2 separate regions of the Sus scrofa genome follow, and region 1 is linked to region 2. The links are chromatin contacts, called in public Hi-C maps. All regions are on one chromosome and are shown on one strand. Each heading gives the region's core, a stretch centred on a gene start, on an enhancer-like site or on the middle of the called end of the contact. The rest is flanking DNA. Distances are from core to core; before and after follow the strand shown.

Region 1 (5,294 bases), core at 1,642-4,141, 680 kb after region 2:
ATCACTAACAGCAGTACAGTCAAATCTGGGGCAGGAACCTAGGTTGTTGGGGGTGTGTCTGGCTATAAACCAAAGATGGGATTCAGATTCTACCTCTGCCATGTGGTAAGTCCCCTTTTCTCTAAAATGGGCATGCTGGTAATGATTCACAGGTCATGCAAATTTCCAACAAGAGATAAAGGTGGGAGAATGGGCTTTGCTAACTTGAAAATAATCAACTAGTTTCCGATGCATCCCAGAAAACACCATACTTTGAACTGTACCGGGTTACGCAGTTGTTTATGATAAGATGCGAGGCCTCTAGGAGTAAGATTTTTCTAACATATTATCCTACTGAGAATTTTGTTATCAGAGTTCCTGCTGTGGCTCAGTGGATTAAGAACTTGTTTAGTATCCATGAGGGTGAGGATTCAATCGCTGGCTTTGCTCAATGGGTTAAGGATCCAGTGTTGCCGTGAGCTGTGGTGTAGGTCGCAAACACGGCTTGGATCTGGCTGCTGTTGCTGTGGCTGTGATATAGGCTGGCAGCTGCAGCTCCGATTCGACCCCTAGCCTGCGAATTTCTATATGCCACAGGTGTGGCTCTAAAAAGAAAAAAAATATATTATTACCTAGTAGAACTCAGTTCCCAGGCTAGGGGTCAAATCAGAGCTGTAGCTGCTGGCCACAACTATAGCCAGAGCAACGCCAGATCTGAGCTGTGTCTGTGACCTACACCACAGCTCATGGCAACACTGGATCCTTAACCCACTGAGCAAAGCCAGGGATCAATCCCATGGATACTAGTCAGGTTGGTGACCACTGAACCATGACGGGAACTCCAGAAGTCAGTTTTTTTAAACACATCTCAATGCACACGTTTATTTGAATTGCCTTTGACATTTCTTCCCAATTAAAAACAGGAAAATTTTTCAAGGAATTAAATCCCCGAATGCAGAGAGTAAGAATTGTTCTTGGGGAGTTCCCGTCGTGGCGCAGTGGTTAACGAATCCGACTAGGAACCATGAGGTGGTGGGTTCAGTCCCTGCCCTTGCTCAGTGGGTTAACGATCCGCGTTGCCATGAGCTGTGGTGTGGGTTGCAGACGCGGCTTGGATCCAGCGTTGCTGTGGCTCTGGCGTAGGCCGGCAGCTACAGCTCCAATTCGACCCCTAGCCTGGGAACCGCCATATGCCGTGGGAGCAGCCCAATAAATAGCAAAAAAAGACAAAAAAAAAAAAAAGAATTGTTCTTGGAGTTCCCGTTGTGGTGCAGCGGAAATGAATCCAACTAGGAACCATGAGGTTGTGGGTTCAATCCCTGGCCTCGCTCAGTAGGTTAAGAAACAGTGTTGCCCTGAGCTGAGGCTCAGATTGGCATAGGCCAGCAGCTGTAGCTCTGATTTGACTCCTAGTCTGGGAGCTTCCATGTGCCGAGAGTGTGGCCCTAAAAAAAAAAAAAAAAGATTGCCTCATCCAGTATCAACCTAAACAAATCAATGTGTCTCTACCCAGCAATAAAAGTTAAAAAACAGAACAGGAAAAGAAAAAAAGATTTTATTTACAGTTACAGCAAAATTTATAAAGTCTCTAGAAATTATTGAACCTAACACAGAAGGCACCGGGATTTTGTACAGAAAAAAAGTTAACTCTATTAAAGTGAGCGACTACATGAACAGCTATGTTACATTAGTGAACATGATGTCATAATTTTGCAAAGATATTGATTCTTCCAAAATTTATCTATAGGATTCAGTAAATTTCCATTGAAAATCTAAAAAGATTTTTTTGGGCTGAATTGAAAAATTAATTGTAAAATGTAACTGAAAGTGTAAGAGTCACTAATATTTCATACAAAATTTACATGAAATAACTGACCCACCATGATAGTAAATGGAGAGCAGAGAGGGGAAACAAGAGCTACCAGATCTTAAAACATATTATAAGACAAAAAAAACAAAAAGGGGGGGGGGTTCCCATAGTTGCTCAGTGGTTAGCGAATCTGACTAGGAACCATGAGGTTTCAGGTTCAATCCCTGGCTTTGCTCAGTGGTTAAGGATCCAGCGTTGCTGTGAGCTGTGGTGTAGATCACAGATGAGGCTGGGATCCCTTATCGCTGTGGCTCTGGCATAGGCTGGCAGCTACAGCTCCGATTCAACCCCTAGCCTGGGAACCTCCACATGCCGCTGGTGTGGCCCTAAAAAGACAAAAAAAAAAAAACCCATATTACAAGAGACACTGAAATGGTATTGTAATAACATGCTATTGTCCTATGGACAAATGGGACAGAGAGGTGGTATATGGAATATCAGATTAGTGACACCACAATTCAATGGAGAAACCAGATTATTTACCAAATAATGTTAGGAAATTTAGCCCATTATATGAAGAAAAGTCAGTTGGACCACTACTTCACATGACATTTAAAACTAAACATCAGATGGGTTGAAAAAGACCTAAATGCGAAAGATAAAACTGTGGAGGTAATAGAAGAAAATATCAAAAAAAGCGATCAAGTCATTGATTAGCTAATTCATGATCAGGCACATCAAGTATCACTTTCTCCTTAGAGGGCTAAGAGAGTATGGGAATCATATGCAAATCATGGCTTGAGCAGGATTAAAGAATGAGAAGAATGGGGCATGATGGAGGATAATGTGAGAAAAAGAATGCATATATATATATATGTGTGTGCGTATGTGGCTGGGTCATTTTGCTGTACAGTAGCAAATTGACAGAACACTGTAAAGCACCTATAATGGAAAAAATAAAATCATTGAAAAAATAAAATTCAAATTCAAAAGAAAAAGAATGGGAGGAATTGTAATGAATGCGGAGTAAGCTTCCAGGGAAAGTAATGGTGACCTGCATTCACTCCCACTGCTCCATCGCCAGAGACTTCACGGCTCTTGGGAGCACCTTCCTATCTTCACAGAGCAGGGAGCCCAACACGCCCCGCCAGGAATGCATAGCCAGCTGTTTCAGTCGACCTTCCGTGGAGATTGCCTTTTTATGAGACGGACACTTGAAAGGCGAGAAGAGAACCAAAGGTCACCAATAAATAACTCTGGAATATACGGCTCAAATGTGAATGGCCATTTTAAACTGAAAAGCTCTATGAAAATGCATTATGAATCTCCTGAAAGGCAGTTTCATATGTTTAATGGTGTCTAACGTCCGTGTTTAAGGGATAGTAAGACATATTTCATACTTCAGAGAGCTATTGTGAGAATTAAATGAAATAAGGGAGCTTTTACATAAAAGGAGTTACTGTTCAAATATTTTAAAGAATTTCCTGACACCCTTTATCAATTTGTGAAGTAACATTAACATCAGTCTGCAGCGCCACCCAGTGGATACAGTGATGCTCGCTCCTTTAAAAAGTGTTCCTTTTTCAGGGGTAAAAATTACTTTTATTGCATGTCTGTTACTGAGGCATTTCACTGACATTCAGTATATTTCTCTCAGATTCTTTATGTATAAAAATTGTTTATGTGAGTAATTTATTTTTATAAGACCCAAAAAAGCAGCAAATTTCAGGTTATAAACTGTTTTACTCAGAATGCTTCACTTTGTACAGCTGTCCGAGTCAGAACTGCAACCCAGATATTTGTCTGATAAACAGTTTGTTATTTAATACAGAAGGACAAGCTGAGGGTGTTGTTGGACTTGTCTCCTTCTTCTTGTTCTTTTTTTTTTTTTTGTCTTTTTTGCCCCCCTCAGCATATGGCATTCCCGCGCCAGGGATCAAATCTGGGCTGTGGGATGGAAATCCTGTGAAATCAGATTGTTATGATCATTATACAACTACAGATGTGATAAATTCATTTGAGTAATAAAAAAATTGAAAAAATAAATAAATAAAAATAAAAGAGAAAAAAAAAATCCCAAGCCACAGTTGTGACCTGCACTGCAACTGTGGCTACGTTGGATCCTAACCCACCATGCCAGAGATCAAACCTCTGTCCCAGAGCTCCAGAGGTGCCTCCAGGAACTCGTTTCCTTCTTGATGTGCCCATAAGCTGCATTTAAAATTGCTGAGTTCACACCAGAAACTTTTAGAGATCACTCACTCACCCAGAGAGCACTGCTTTAATAAAAATCTACTGAGTATTTTTCAGCGTTAGGCGCTGTGCTCGGCGCTAGGTATACAATGATAAGCGGAGGGAATGAATCCCTGCCTTCGGGGGTTTTCCGTCTAATCGGAGAGCCACACAGGAATTAAGTAACCACACTGTTGACTGAACAAAAATGCACAACTTAAAAGTTAAGAATTATTTTATTTGGTGGAAAAACTGAGGACTTAAGCCTGGGACACAGCCTCTCAGACGTCTAAGTGACTGCTCCGAAGAGATAAGGAAGGAGCCAGGGTATACAGAAATGTTTGCAGTAAAGACTAGGTGGTCTGAACTATATATGATTCTTGTTAATTAAAGAAAGCCAGGTATTTCAAGTTAATCAATTCAGCACTTTTCTATGTTTGCACATATGCAGGCATCTGGGCTCACTGAAATCCTTCCTTTGCTTTGCACCTTAGCGCCCTAGGGCCAGGCTCCTTTTCTTGAGCCACCTTAGGCAGGAGCTGCAATGGCTGAGGGCTTGTCATTGGGCAGGGGGCAGCCCATTTATTTCCAACCCAAGTTCCCTTGGGGCTCACCACTGAAGGTGGGGGGTGGAGGGGTGTGTGTAGTGCCTTGATGGCAACAATATCCTTTGTTTATTGATGTGGCAGACAGTATGTTTCACTCACAATACAAACGTTACTGGCTTACTCAGGTCAGGGAATGTGAATTTTTGTTTCATTATGGTTTGTTTTGTTTTGTTTGTGTTTTTTTGCCAGATATCAAAAGTCCCACTTGTCCTGCATGTTTGGGGGGCTTTGGTTTACAGAGAAAGATCTTGAGGTTCTTTTGTTTAAACTTGACAATCAGCAGGAAGAAGAAAGAAGCATGTCCTCCACGTTATAGTATGATTGTGTGAAGCAGTGAAATTTGAAGTCAGAAATACCAAGTCCTATGGTCTCTTAATATTCTTTTGACCTTCAGCAAGTGATTTTATCTCCCTGATATTCACTTTTTCTTTTCTGTAAAATAGAAGGAATAGTAATACCTACCGTGATAGGGGAAAGCCATGACTATGACAGTGCATGGTGCATAATAGGTGGTTAATACTTTGTCTAAAGTATCATGTAGCTAAAGGTCACATGATTTTAATGTGTCACTCATATCTCATTGACCCCTAAAATGGTACATAGAGGGGGTTTTGGGGAGGTTTTTGTTTTCGTTTTTGTTTCCTTTTTAGGGCTGCATATAGAAG
Region 2 (5,243 bases), core at 960-3,459:
TGATGGGTCTTATGGGGAAACTCTTCTTCCAAAATGCAAACAATAACTTTGCCAACTACCTATAACAATCAACAATATGCTTTTTTATTAAAATATATTACTGATCAACCAAAGACCATCAAATATTTAGTAAAAGAGAAATTTCAAGATGCGTGAGAGAGGAACTGACTACAGGAGAAACAGATAAAGGAAAGAAAGAAGGCAAGAAAATTAGTATCCTTGGGGAGGTGAGAGAGGCTGGGGGTCCACACAAAAGAACAGACTGCTGCGAAAAGAGAGCAAGCAGCAGAGAGCAAAAGGGAACATGAAAGAGGCCACGACAAATCAAGCATTAGTTCCACAAATATATTTTAAAAATCAGTAGAATTTAATCATTGGTATGAGTGAAAACTAAATTAGTAATCTGGAAGATAAAGTTGAGAAAATATCTCAGAATGTAGAAAATGACAGGAAAGAAAATATCTGAAAGCTGAGATGGCAGAGAGCTCTAGAAAGCCATTCGTATGTAACTAATCCAAGATCAGAGAACAAAAGTGAATAATCAAATAAATTAGAAAAGATCATTTCACTGAGCTAGAAAAAGACTTTCAGATGAAAAATAGTCTCCGTGTGCCAAGAACCATTCTGTCGAAAATTTGAAATTCCTGGTATAAAGCTTGCAGAAGGAATCACCAGAACACCTACCAAATAAGTAAATAAACCAAAAAAAAAAAAAAAAAACCCCTAAAGATTGTCATCACACTTTGTACAAATTACACGGGTGCTAGAAGACAGTGGAGCAAAACTTCAAAGTTCTAAGGCCAAATTATATTGAACCTAAATTTTATAGCAAGCTAACTGTTATTCAAGAATTAAGACAAAATAAGATACCCAATGACTCAGAAAATTTCTCCTATTTACTCTTCCTGGAATAACTTGGGAGTGGCGTGCAGGAAAAGGAAAACTGAATCCAATGAACTGCCTCGGAAATAAGATGAAAAAGGGTCTTAAACTGTTAGCTGTAAATCAGGCCTAGAAAGGAACTGGCCCAATTTAGAGCACAGTGGACAATAGGTAGTGATTGAAGAATGCTGATTAAAAAATATGTTTAAGAGTTCCTGTGTGGCTCAGTGGGTTAAGGTTCCGGGTGTTGTCACTGCAGTGGCTTGGGTTGTTGCTGTGGTACTGGTTTGATCACTGGTGCCTGGAAAACTTCTGCATGCCTTGGGCACTGCCAAAAAAAAGATGTTTTATAATCTGGACGATCTTAGATATGTAAAAATGTATTTTAGAGTAAAGGAAACAAAACACTATTCAGAAGTCACGATAAGATGAAGCGAATTGAAATGTAACATGACTTGGGAAAATAAAGGGGTATAAGTAAAAAGAATCATTTTTTCCATCATTTTTTTTGGAGGGCTATTTTTGGCAGCATAAAATTAAATTACTATCTTTTAAAATTTTTTATTTTCCCTTTTTGGTTGAAGGCTCAGCGTGTGAAAGTTCCTGGACCAGGGATTGAACCCTCCCCACAGCAGAAACATTAGATCTTTAACCCGCTGCGCCACCAGGGAACTCTCACATTTTTATCGTAATGGGCCTTACGTACTACTTGATGCTGCAATTAATATTTATATGCGTTGAATATTTGAATATCTGCTACTGGCTTTCAGTTTGTAAAGTCAAAGTGTTTTGGACACTTTACTAAATTACCCATGGAAGATGTCCTCCAGGGCCCTGGGTCCTGCTAGTTTGCTCAGTAGTTTCTGGAGAGGTTGACCCAGGAGAAAACCTTCCCCTACTTCACCTCTTCTTTCCCTTCTTCCCACGTGGGGAGGGTGAGAGGCTTGCCATCCTCATGGGATGTCCCCCTAAGCCTGAGCCTAGACTTTTTAAAGAGATCTCCAGAGCCTGTGGTCCTTTGCTTTGGATTCCTTCTCTCCTGGCCACTCCTGGGATCTTTGCTTGGCGTTGCCTACAGTTTCCTATGACCCCCCCATTAATGGTGGGTGGATCTACCTCTAAGATGTCCCAGGGGTGAGTCCCTCACTTCAGACGCTGCAGATGAAGGTTTCAGGCTGTACTTTAAGGAAGACATTTTGTTCATGGGTGTCTAAAGTAAGACTTCTGGAATGTGTCCTGTTTTTTATTAGTCTAACAGCCCCAGGCATCCACGTTGTCAATCTCTACGCCCCGCTTGTCAGCGCCCCAGCGGCTGACTCATCCAGCCCGTGCAAAGCATCGGCGTCACTACGCTGAGACTTCTGCCAAATGAATGCTAGGTAGCTCTTCTGGGAAGAGTCATGTTTCTGATTGCAGCTGGCCATTTATCAAGGGTCTGGCATTTGCCTAATCTCATCTGTTGGCCCAGGATATGCCATCTCCGTGCTCTGATTAAGCTTTCCCTCCCACACCTCATTGCGTTCCTCATCCACATTCCTCAGTCCAGTCTTATTTCAGGAGATAGCATTGTACTCCAATCTCATATAATTGTCATTCCAGTGTGACTCAACGATTTCCAACAAAACAGTGAATACTCCAAATACTCCTTGGAAGAGTAAGAACTGTTGGAATCATTGAATCATAACAAGGTAGAGTTGCCAGGGATCTTGAGGTCGCCCTGTACAGTTTTCTCCCACTCCCAGGTGGACAAATGAAGCACACAGGGATTAACTGTCTTGCCAAGATCTCATAGCAAAAAGTAGAGGCAGATCTGGACCAACAGAAATATACAAGTATCAAAGAGGTAGGGTATTCTCAGGACAATGGAAATAATTGCAAATTCTGGTAAGTATTTTGGAATTCCCTCCCACAGATAGTAAGCAGCTGGCCCTTGTCTTCACTGAGGATAAGATATGGGAGTGGGGGGAGTTGTTAATTACAGTTTGAGTTTTTATGTAAAAGGAGTACTCCATGCAAATGTTTCAATCTCAGAAGCAGTGAATGGTGGGGGAGAGTGGGAACGCCTTTCTGGAAGACTCCAAGCACAGGAGGTGCCCCTATCAGGGGCGATCATCATGCTCAGGGGTGGGGGTGGGGAGCACTCCGTGATATTGTATAATTTCTGTGATGACGAGAGCTGCCTGGCCGCTGCACCAGGTGCCGGCTGCCTGCGTGGGAGCGGATTCCTTCGGGCATCAAATGCTCTCCCCGCAGTATCTCATCAAGGGGTCCACGTATCAGATCACAAGATCCGCCCCTGGGAAACAGGCAGCAAAGGCGCACGAATTTCTAAATAGTAGAAATCCGATTTTCCTGAGACATCCCTGGGAACAAAGCATGGAAGAATCATCAAGATAGTTAAAAACTTGAAGATCAGCCTATTTATCTCTTCAAGAGAATTTTGAGCTATTTCCCTGACGTTTAAAGTTGAGCAAAGAGAATTCCTGCTATGGTGCAAGGGGATCGTTGGCGTTTCTGGAACACTGGGACCTAGGTTTGATCCCCGGCTAGGCACAGTGGGTAGAGGATCTGGTGCTGCAGCTGTGGTATAGATTGCAGGTGCCGCGGGGATCTGATCCCTGGGCCAGGAACTCCATACACTGCGAGGCAAAAAAAAAAAAAAAAAAAAAAAAAAAAAAAAAAAAAAGGTGGTCAAAGGATGCGCTTCTAGAGTCCTTTCTGCGTTCACTTCAGGTATCTTTGAGGAAGTGCCCTCTCCCCCTTAATAGTAATAAATCACCAGAAAGCAGTTGTGAGGGGTTATTTATAACTCCCTGGGAGCCCATGGCCCTTGGCTGGGGCCTGGGCTGAATGATCTAGGGTCAGACTGAGTTCCATCACCTGGGTGTCTGCTGCCCTGTTCCCAGTAGTGGAAGCTATACAAAGCGCTTAGGAAGCACTTACTGAGAGCAGTGACTGCGCTCCCCTCCCCTCCGGGCCCTTCCTCTGATAGCCTGAATAAAAGGAGAGAGTTCACATCTCCTGGACAGTGGTCCAGGGAATGCACTGCACCCTTTCCTCAGGATGTACTTAGTGCATTCTAATCTTGCGAAAGACTAACTCCCTGAACTTTAAGGTTAGAAATAATTAGACAAGAAAATCCCTTCCCTTGATTTCTTGTAACTGTCAACAATGATGAGTAGTGAAAACATTGTTCCAGGTCAGCCTTCTCACTCTCCGTGAACCTTTGCTCCATATTGTTTATAGAAAGAATATGACATTTCTGGCATGATAAGGTGCGCGTTGCTATTTCTGCCTTTGGACAGTTCTTTGTGCTTTGCTGTCCATCTCAAGAACCCAGATAGCTCCAGAAACCTAAATAAATGCTGTGATTCCTCCAGATTGTTCAACACACTCTCCCTGTCATTCGTTTCTCCTTCATTACAGAAAATACCTCCTTCTGTCTTCACCAAGCCATTTCGGAAAAATTCAAACCTTGGCAACAATAGATAGCTTCATATCTCCTGTCTTGATTGCTTTAGAGGTTAACCATACAGAAAGCAACATTTCATTTTCAAGCTCTGAAGGATCTTAAGGTGGCCTCATCCTGTTTTCCCTTTTTTCTCTTTTCATCATTTATACACACACACACACACACACACACACACACACACACACACACACACACATTTTTTTGTCTTTGCCTTTTCTAGGGCCGCTCCCATGGCATATGGAGGTTCCCAGGCTAGGGGTCGAATCAGAGCTGTAGTCACCGGCCTACGCCACAGCCACAGCAACGTGGGATCCCAGCTGCGTCTTTGACCTACACCACAGCTCACGGCAATGCCAGATCCTTAACCCACTGAGCAAGGCCAGGGATTGAACCTGCAACCTCATGGTTCCTAGTCGGATTCGTTAACCACTGAGCCATGATGGGAACTCCTATTGTGGAGTCTTTGCAGGGACCTGGGCACCTCTGGGAACCAGAGCTGGAGGTGGAGCTGCAGCTTCACCTGTGGCCTTGCCTTGGTCTGAGCCTTGGCCTGGGACTTTGGGCGGCACAGCCTGAGACCCTTGGCAATATGGGCACGAGCATGTTTCCCAAGCTTGGGGTGAGCATTCTTTTCACAATTTCTCAAGTTCTTAATAGCTTCAGTTTGCAAACTCTTACATTTCTCTAGTGGGGTTGACCTTAAAAAAGGTTAGCATGGGATTTTAAAACTCAAATAGTTCTATACCTACCACTCACTGTTGGAGCTGTGGAATGAAGTTCATATTGGAACAGGCCAGATTGAAGGGCACATCATATCTAAATCCTATTTGACCTTATTTAGTCATTGAGTCTTACAATGGATGGAGAATGCGAATACTGAGCGGCTGCC

The links. A called contact is a pair of places that touch in the nucleus more often than the background predicts.
Region 1: a Hi-C map of adipose tissue shows a contact between it and region 2, with 2.7 times the contacts expected there. The contact joins two enhancer-like sites. A contact is called at or near these places in 22 of 47 Hi-C or Micro-C datasets (adipocytes, adipose tissue, blood and 12 more) and 2 of 2 datasets of contacts at active chromatin or transcription factors (alveolar macrophages and skeletal muscle).

What each region holds. Positions count from the first base shown.
Region 1 is chr1:29,762,765-29,768,058 of Sscrofa11.1, forward strand. No RefSeq gene overlaps it. Among named protein-coding and RNA genes, the nearest start is that of SGK1, 18 kb to the left of the region's middle. Within about 2 kb of position 2,892, at least 7 of the 83 cell types and tissues checked have an H3K27ac peak or open chromatin away from gene starts, as enhancers often do. A contact at or near this core is called in adipose tissue, where this site is marked.
Region 2 is chr1:29,082,447-29,087,689 of Sscrofa11.1, forward strand. ALDH8A1 (aldehyde dehydrogenase family 8 member A1) reads left to right here. Exons shown (of 7, transcript XM_021087621.1): 7 at 1-1,369. Among named protein-coding and RNA genes, the nearest start is that of ALDH8A1, 24 kb to the left of the region's middle. Within about 2 kb of position 2,210, at least 18 of the 83 cell types and tissues checked have an H3K27ac peak or open chromatin away from gene starts, as enhancers often do. A contact at or near this core is called in adipose tissue, where this site is marked.